Linked DNA regions of Sus scrofa: all the other regions are linked to region 3. Evidence: chromatin contacts called from public Hi-C and HiChIP or PLAC-seq data. All regions are on one chromosome and are shown on one strand. The core of a region is the stretch at or near the end of the contact, and the rest is flanking DNA. Distances in the headings are between cores, read along the strand shown. Region 1 holds the start of MVD (diphosphomevalonate decarboxylase). Region 2 holds the start of RNF166 (RING finger protein 166). Region 3 holds the start of ZC3H18 (zinc finger CCCH domain-containing protein 18).

Region 1 (2,950 bases), core at 221-2,720, 73 kb after region 3:
GAAAAGAGACCAAAAAAAAAGTAAACCTTCCAAAAACTGAAATTTAAACTCATGCTCAGGCAGGGGACCTCTGGGGTGGTGGGCAGAAGACGGATCCTGGCAGGTTAATCCAGGAGAGCCCAGAAAGACCCGCATAAACCGCCCAACTGATAAAAGTGCAAAAGCGGTTCGGCAGAGGAAGCTTGGCCTCTTCCAAGGCTGCTTGGGCACCCCTAGCCAAGCAGAGCCGAGACCCCTGTCTCAGACCTCGTGCAAAAACATCACTCAAAATGGATCACAGACATCAATTTGAAAAAAACCCACTGAACCTGCTAGGAAAGAACGCAGTAGACGCTTCAGGATGGAGGACTAGGAAAGAGGGCTCAGACTTGATACCAAAAGCCACTCTAAGGGTGGAGAAGCTGCCGCGCTGGGCCCCACCGAAACCTAACAACTCTGGCCCTTTGAAAGACCCTGTTCGGATGAAAAGACAAGAAGCTACACGGTGGGAGAAAGTATTTGCAAACCACACTTCCAGCAGGGATTACTATCTAGAATAAGAATTCAAAACTCAGTGGTTAAAAAGCCACATACCTATCAGAATGGCTAAAATAAAAGCTGGTGACAACACCACATGCTGAAAAACTGGATCACACGCACATTAAACGTTGGTGGTGGGAATGAAAAATGGCACAAACGTGGGGAAACTTGGAAAAAACCAAGCATGCACCCACTCTGTGGCCCAGCAGCTGTCCTCCGGGCGTTTATCCACCAGATTGAAAGCTTACGTTCACACAAAACCTGTACTCAAAAACTTACAGCAGCTTTATTCCTGATTCAAGTCGGAAACCGCCCAGCTCCCTGGAAAAGGCATATGGCCAGGCAAACTATGGCCCCTCCGCGCTGGGAAGAGGACAGGAGAGAAGTACTGAGTCGAAGATCCACCCGGGGACTCGCCAAAAAGGAGCGAGTCAGTGGAGCCGATCCCTGGCACATTCTTGAGACCAGAACAAGACAGACACCGAGAGCAGGCGGAGGTAGCGTGGGCGTGACCGTGAGCGCCAAGCCCTGCGGCCCCCACGGGGATGGACGTCCTGTAGGGACCGTGTCCCCCGGTGTCCCGCCTGCAGATGGTGCCGAGCTCCGCGAGCCGCACCGCAGGCCGGGTGGAGGGCGGGACGGAGAGTCCTCACACCTGCACGCGAACCTACAACCACGTCCGCACAAGAGCCCAGCCCGCCTGTCCCGCGGGCGGAGGACCCGGTCCTCCGTCCAAATCCGCCCCTCCAATCCTCAGTTTCCCCGCCCGCAGGGCCCCCGCGGCCCCGGGCCCGCGCACTCACAGTACTTGATGACCGCGATGTTGACCGGCGCGGTGCAGGTCACCACTACGGGCTGCTGCTCCGAGGCCATCTCCGAAGACCTGCGCGACCCCGGCCGTCCGCCGCCGGCCTCCCTGACCGACGCTGCAGCCGGCTCCGCGATTGGCCGGCGCTGCAGCCGGCTCCGCGATTGGCCGGCGCTGCAGCCGGCTCCGCGATTGGCCTGCGCGGCCCCACCTGTTCGCCTGCCGCCCCATCAGCGGCGGGTCTGGCACACACTCCATCTCTCAGCCAATGAGCGGGATCGGACGATGGGCAGCCGACGCTGAGCCCGCCCCCGCTGGCCCGCAGACACGCTGCGGCTCTGCGCAGGCGCGGGGGTTGGTGGGCCCTGAAGCGGGGTCCGCGCAGGCGCCGCCTTTGCGCAAGCGCGTGGCGGCTGCCTTCCCGGGAACGTGCCGACGTCGGGGCTGAGCGAGGCTCCGGAGGGAGGGGGGGAGGGAGGTCGCGGTGGGCGTTCTGGGCCCTGGGGCCCGGGGCTGAGGGAGGAGGCGGTCGTCCGCGCTGGCGTGTTGAGCCGGGTCGGGAGGCCTGACACCCTGGAAGTTCCGGACGGAGACTCCAGAAAGGGGGCCCGCCGTCCGAGGTCCCCACAGATCCCTCCCACCAGTGCTTGGGTTGCAGGTTAAACTGCATCGGAAGTCGGTGCTTTCAAACCCCACTGCCCTGTTATTAAACTCCGTGTAAGCAAGCTTTTTTTTTTAACATTTTTTATTTCTGTCCTCGTAGGGCCGCACCTGCCGCATATGGAGGTTCCCAGGCTAGGGGTCTAATCGGAGCTGTAGCTGTCGGTCTAGACCACAGCTCCAGCAACGCGGGGTCCGAGCCTCATCTGCGATCTACACCACAGCTCACGGCAACGCCGGATCCTTAACCCACTGATCGAGGCCAGGGATCGAACCGTCATCCTCTTGGATGCCAGTCCAGCCAGCATTGTATTTTCACGGTTGAAATGGATTGCCACGTTTATATTGACTCTTTTATTGGTATAAAATGCACCCCTTTAACCACTTTTAGGCATATGGTTGTAGCGCTAAGTTCCCGCCTCATTGTTCCGTCACCATCACCACCCTCCACACCAGACCTTTAGAATTTCAGTGAAACTCTATTCGTTAAAGAGAGAACTCTGTTTTCCACTTCTTTATAAAAATTTATTTTTGGCTTTAAAATAGTTCAGATTTCAGTCGAGGTAGGAGAACCCAACATAGCTTCCCACTCTGGGCTCAGCCACCAGCTTTGTTCCTGGAAGTTTCTGTGTAATCTTTTCTTTCTTTCTTTTTTTTTTTTTTAAGTGTGTTTTTTTTTTTAATTTTTTTTAAAATATTTTTTTTTAATTTTCCCACTGTACAGCAAGGGGGTCAGGTTATCCTTACATGTATACATTACAATTACATTTTTTCCCCCACCCTTTCTTCTGTTGCAACATGAGTATCTAGACATAGTTTTCAATGCTATTCAGCAGGATCTCCTTGTACATCTATTCTAAGTTGTGTCTGATAAGCCCAAGCTCCCGATCCCTCCCACTCCCTCCCCCTCCCATCAGGCAGCCACAAGTCTCTTCTCCAAGTCCCTGATTTTCTTTTCTGAGG
Region 2 (2,700 bases), core at 78-2,577, 100 kb after region 3:
CCTTCAGGACAAGCCCGCAGGGCTCCCTGGGTGTGAGCAGGTGCCTGTCCTGCCATGCGCATGCTGTGTATGTGTGTGCGTGTCTGCGTGTGCAGGCTTCCCAGCTCCTGACACCATGGATGCCACCTCCCTGGGTGATGAGCAGCACACACTCAGCAGGTCCAGCTCCTTCCAGGTTAGCTGGCTTTGTTTGCAAAATGTGCTAGGGCCTCCTACCAGCCTGGGTGCACTTGGCCCCACCTCTTCAGCAGCTCTGCTGGCAGCCGGGCCCTCCTGCCCCCTCTCCCCACCCTGCTAATTTCACTCAAGAGCTGTATTATTCAGAGCTCAGGAGAGCTGGAGAGCAGGCACTCTGATCTCGGCCCCCTCCCAGCCAGGCTGGCAGCTCCCAGAAGACTGGAGTGCGGTGCTCATCGGGAAGGAGAGCCGCATGCTCAGGTTTCCGTTCCTGAAACCACCGGGTCCTGGCACAGCTGGAAACCTTTAACAAGGTGTGTGGCACCTGGTCTCCTGGGGGCCAGCCTGCATGGCTGGTCAGTGATGGATGAGACCCAAGTTCTCCATCAAAACAAAACAGCATCAGACTCCAAACAAGCCTATGCCCCAACTTTAGGGAACTCCTCTCCTCTGCAGTCAAGACAGGCAGACAGCGGGTCCGAAAAAGAGTTGACAGCAAAAGCTACAAGACATTTATTTACAACTGTCCACCCCGGTCTCCACGGGACCAGATCGAAGGCGACCGGCGCAGAGTTCGCGCCTGCTGCGCTCTGAGTCCCCAGGGAGGCCTGCCGAGGCCGTCAGCGGCCCCCGGGGCACCCGACACCGGGCAGGGCTGCTGGTCGGCCCGGTCTGACAACGGAGGGGTCGGGTCGAGAGCCCAGGGCGGGCGGGCAGGAGGCTGGGCTGAGGCGGATGAACGCGCCCCAAAGGGCAGAAACGGCTCTGCCCCAGGGGCCCCGCGCCCTCCCGCCCCCTAAGTTCTCCGCGCGCCGGGGCTGTGCCAGGGCGGCTGCAGGGCCCTGCCCGCGGCGGTGCCCGACCCCGCGGCCTCCTGAAGGCCGGCGCACTCACGTGTGGCCGCAGCTGCCGATGGCCACGGGCCGGTGGTAGACCTCTAGGCAGATGGGGCAGCTGTACTGCGCTTCCAAACCGCTGTCGCCGCCCGCAGGCCCGCCCGGTGGCTGCCGCTGCTGAGCGGACGCCACCAGGCTGCGGAACATCGCCATCCCGGGGCCGGCCCGCCGCCGCCGCCGCCGCCGCCGCCCCTGTCCCGGCCCTGCCCGGCCCGGCCAGCGCGTCACAGCCGCGACGGCGCCGAGCTGACGTCACAGGGAGCGCCCGTCCCAGACCCTCGCGTCACAGTCGCGCTGGCGTCTCGGTGACGTCATAGAGAACGCCAGCGGCCACCCCGCCCCCCTGGACGTCACAGCCGCGCCCGCGCCGCGGTGACGTAGTCGGAGCGCGCCTCGCCGCTGCGGTTTAAGGAGCGACTTGGCGAAGCCATGTGCGAGGTGGACGAGGACTACGGGGAGCCCTCGCCCGAGGGCCTGCAGCCTTCACGGCCCGGGTAAGAGTTGGGCGGCTTCCCCTCCGGCCGGCGGCGAGCTCTTGCCCCGTGGGCGGACCCGCGCTTTGTGGTCAGTCACGGGGGCTGCGCTCCGGGAATCCCGGCGTCCGCCGAGGGCGGGCCTTGGGCGTCGGGGGGCCTCCGTCGGGGGCCGAATCTCCCACCGCAGCACCGCGGGAGTGCCTGGCGGGCCGGCGCTGAGCACTGCAGGGAGAAGCTCGCTCTGCGCTCTCCCACCTTTAATTCTTGCAGCCAGTAGGGCGGCTTCGCCGCTCCCCTTACTCAGGAAAGTCGGAGCCCCTTTCTCTTCCACCCACTGACTCCACTTCTCCCTTCTGGGCCGCACGGAAGTTGTCTCTCTTCTGCCAGCCCCTGAGAGACTGAGAGGTGGCCGTTAAGAGGCCACTGAACCGGCTTTAGCAGACTAAAATCCCCTTCGGTCCCTGGCCTTTCCTCAGAGTGGTAGTTAGGATAAGACAAAAGCCCTGTTTCCTGGGGTATAACCCCCATTTGATCTCTCGCACGGCAGCTTGGGGTAAGAAGCAGGCTCCCATCTCCCTGATGCCCTTGGGAGGAGGTGTAATTTGCTTTCCTGTTTTTTCTTCCCCTTTCCAAAGCCGTGAGCAGAAGTGTGTGAAGTGCAAGGAAGGCCTGCCTGTCGTGGTGATCCGAGCAGGAGATGCCTTCTGCAGGTGAGCCCTCACTCAGCAGCCAGGGCTGCCCCCGCATCTCTGGCTTAATTTCTCGGCATTGGAAAGCCTTTTGTCCCTTTCCTTTTCGTTCGTACGTTCCGGGACTGGGGAGTGGGGGATGGGTGTGTGTGTAGGTGTTGGTTCCTGATGTGAGTACCGTTCTCCATGGGTCAGGATCTGTTTTCTCCATTATCCAGCCGTGGATCAGGTGGCAGGAAGGTATTGATGGAGCTTATGGGGAGAGTTGGGAATGCAGGTGCTGCGGGGTAGGGGGGAAGCGCCATCCCGGCAGCAGGAACACATCTAGGGCAGATGAGAGCAGCCTGGGATCTTTGGCAGGTGTTCTGGATGATGCTTGCTTTACTTGTGAGACAGGGAGGATGGAAGGAGGGCTCTAGTCTCTTCCTCCAGCTCTGAGGCTTTGGGCAGAGGGGAGCCTTA
Region 3 (2,700 bases), core at 131-2,630:
AAAGGATTTAAATTTCCACTCCTGGGAGGGGCTGAAATTTCAATTAGATTAGTCATGAAGTCTGGTTAGGCTTAGCATAAGTGACTCCATTTTGGGGCTGTTGTTTTCATTTTTTTAATTTAAAAAAATTTTTTTTATTTTTTATTTTTTTGTCTTTTGTCTTTTTACGGCTACTCCCAAGGCATATGGAAATTCCCAGGCTAGGGGTCTAATCAGAGCTGTTTCTCTTTAAACAACATTGGGAATAGTTAAAAAGTTTAAGCTTTGACATTTAAACTCAGTATCTCAAAAATGATTGTTTTGTGTTGGATCAGTTATATTTGATAAAGCAATAGCTATTTAGTTACACAGAAATAGTTTCAAATGTTTCAGCTTTGACTTTTTTTTTTTTTTTAGGGCCACACCCTCAGGATGGAGGTTCCCAGGCTAGGGATCTAATCCGAGCTACAGCTGCCGCCTACGACACAGCCACAGCAAGCCAGATCCGAGCCGCGTCTGTGACCTGCACCACAGCTCACGGCAACACCGGATCGTAAACCCACTGAGCGAAGCCGGGGATCAAACCCCCAACCTCATGGTTCCTAGTCAGATTCATTTCCGCTGTGCCACCACGGGAACTCCTAGGCTTTGACATTTTAACTCGCTATCTCGAAAATGATCATTTTGTTTTGAACTGATTCTATCTAACGGAAGGGGGGATTTAATCCCCCCAAAACAGTTTAAAAAGTTTAATCTTCGTTATTTAAACTCATTTCCTGGAGTTCCCGTCGTGGTTCAGCAGAAAGGAATCTGACTAGCATTCCTGAGGAAGCAGGTTCGATCCCTGGCCTCGCTCAGTGGGTTAAGGATCTGGCACTGCAGTGAACTGTGCTACAGGTCGCAGACACGGCTCTGCCCCCTCGTTCCTGTGGCTGTGGTGTAGCCCGGCAGCTACAGTTCCGATTTGACCCCTAGACTGGGAACTTCCATAAGCCGCGGGTGCGCCCTGAAAAGATTAAAAATAAAATAAACTCATTTCCCTGAAAGGACTAACTTTGGATTGGGTGCGCAGCCCCCCTGCGCGGAAGCTCCCCACCCGGAAGGGGGCAGGTAAGTTCTTCGCCCCACCTCCCCGGGACCCATCTCCGCGCGCAGCTCGCACAGCGGGGCGGGAACCCGCCGGCGCTCACGCGTCACGTGACCCGGAGGCCCGGGAAGCTCTCCCAGCCGCACGACGGCCGGCGCGCGCGTCCTGAGACCCGCCCGGGAGGCGGGGCCTCGGCCGCGCCTGCGTCCTGTCGGGTTCAGGCGGGCGCGCGCCGCGGGGGCGGGGCTGCGAGGAGGCAGCTGCGCGGAGGCCGGAAGGAAGCGGGCGGAGGGCGGGGCAAGAGAGGTAAGCCCGCCCGGCCCGCAGGACAACCGTCGCGGCCTGATGACGTCGCACAATGGCCGGCCCCCGCGGGTAGTGGAGCCCGTTTGTTCCGCCCGCGTCGCGCCTCAAGCCGGAGCCTGTGAGGAGCGGAAGGGTCGAGGGACGACTTCCCCACGCCGCCCCGACCTCCGCGGAGCCGTGGCCCCCCCTCCCTGCTCTCGTAAGGTAAGTGGTGGCGCCACCACGGAGGCGGGGCGGGTAGAAGGAGGAGGCCGAGGCGGCCGGGCGGGGAGCGTGGCGGCGGCGCGGAGCGGAGGCCGGGGAGCCCCGCCGCCTCCGCCTCCGGGGAGCGCTCCAGGCTGCCCGCGGCCGAAGCGTGGTTCTCGAGCCCCAGGAAGAGGACGTTGACTCAGGCACGATCCTGCGCTCCTTTCGCTGCGAGCCGGCCGGGGACCCTGGAACCCTTTAGCCCGAGCGCACGGCGGCTGCCTCCGCGCCCGCCGTGGAGTTGATCTCCCGAAGCTGTCATTTCTCTTCCGGGACATCCGCGTGGCAGTGTTTGCCGCCTACAAAGACCGGGGGAGGGGGCGGCGGAAGGAGGCACGCAGGCTCACCCTCCGGACTGGGGATGGGCTCTTCAGGAGCTTTGAACTCTCTCGAGCCTCTTGGAACTTGCCCCCTCGGCTTCCCGGTGGCACAGGTTGGACCTATGCGCTGCGCCCCAAGATGCGCGCCACTCTTTGGAGTAAACTTCCTTTCCTTTGGTAAGGAGCCCAAAGGATGCCGGGTCATTGCTGGGGGGACGTCAGACTTTAAGACTTCCGGCTTTGCTCCTGCGAAAACTTCAAGTTTTCCTGAATTCTTACGACAGCTGAGTTGGCCAGGTAGAATGGTCGATTATCTTAAGTGAGCTGTTCAGCTCCATCTGTTAGAGTAGATCAGCCTTCGGATCTCTTTGGGGAGAATGGAAGGAGAGGGCTTTTGGGGGCACAGCAGTGGCTCTCTTGGTTTCTCATCTTCACGTTGCCTTTGGAGTGGTCCTTTCCCAGAGCGGAGATTGGGATTCTCAGGGTGAGTCTGGACCTGGGCTGATTCCCATTTCCCCAACAGGAAGTCTTTTCCTAGTGATTTTACAGTCTGAACACATGTGTGGAGCCCAGCCAGCTCTGAAACCATTCAGATGTGTCCCAGAGGTTAAAACCCCTCAGCCTCTCCAATTTGAGGTGGGAGATGGTGAAACATTTTATGAAAACTTTGTGGAATCGTTCCCGAGAGCAGAAGAGTTTTTGGGTTTGTTTTTTTTTTCCTTTTTCACTGATCATCTCGAGGTGAGTGAGTGCATCCTCCCT

Evidence for each region. A called contact is a pair of places that touch in the nucleus more often than the background predicts. HiChIP or PLAC-seq counts read pairs in DNA pulled down with a chosen protein or histone mark.
Region 1: a contact with region 3 is called in a Hi-C map of liver, with 4 times the contacts expected there. The contact joins the promoter of MVD here to the promoter of ZC3H18 in region 3. A contact is called at or near these places in 5 of 47 Hi-C or Micro-C datasets (fetal heart ventricle, heart right ventricle, liver and 1 more) and 2 of 2 datasets of contacts at active chromatin or transcription factors (alveolar macrophages and skeletal muscle).
Region 2: an H3K27ac HiChIP or PLAC-seq map of alveolar macrophages shows a contact between it and region 3. The contact joins the promoter of RNF166 here to the promoter of ZC3H18 in region 3. A contact is called at or near these places in 1 of 5 promoter capture datasets (liver), 3 of 47 Hi-C or Micro-C datasets (heart right ventricle and skeletal muscle) and 2 of 2 datasets of contacts at active chromatin or transcription factors (alveolar macrophages and skeletal muscle).

Annotation. Positions count from the first base shown.
Region 1 is chr6:1,006,626-1,009,575 of Sscrofa11.1, reverse strand. It overlaps MVD (diphosphomevalonate decarboxylase), which reads right to left and starts at 1,470. Exons shown (of 10, transcript XM_021093666.1): 1 at 1,323-1,470. The coding sequence starts at 1,392.
Region 2 is chr6:975,584-978,283 of Sscrofa11.1, reverse strand. RNF166 (RING finger protein 166) reads right to left here and starts at 1,327. Exons shown (of 6, transcript XM_021093662.1): 1 at 1,072-1,327. The coding sequence starts at 1,226. It overlaps CTU2 (cytoplasmic tRNA 2-thiolation protein 2), which reads left to right and starts at 1,403. Exons shown (of 16, transcript XM_021093659.1): 1 at 1,403-1,567; 2 at 2,185-2,259. The coding sequence starts at 1,503.
Region 3 is chr6:1,080,221-1,082,920 of Sscrofa11.1, reverse strand. ZC3H18 (zinc finger CCCH domain-containing protein 18) reads left to right here and starts at 1,380. Exons shown (of 18, transcript XM_021093665.1): 1 at 1,380-1,576.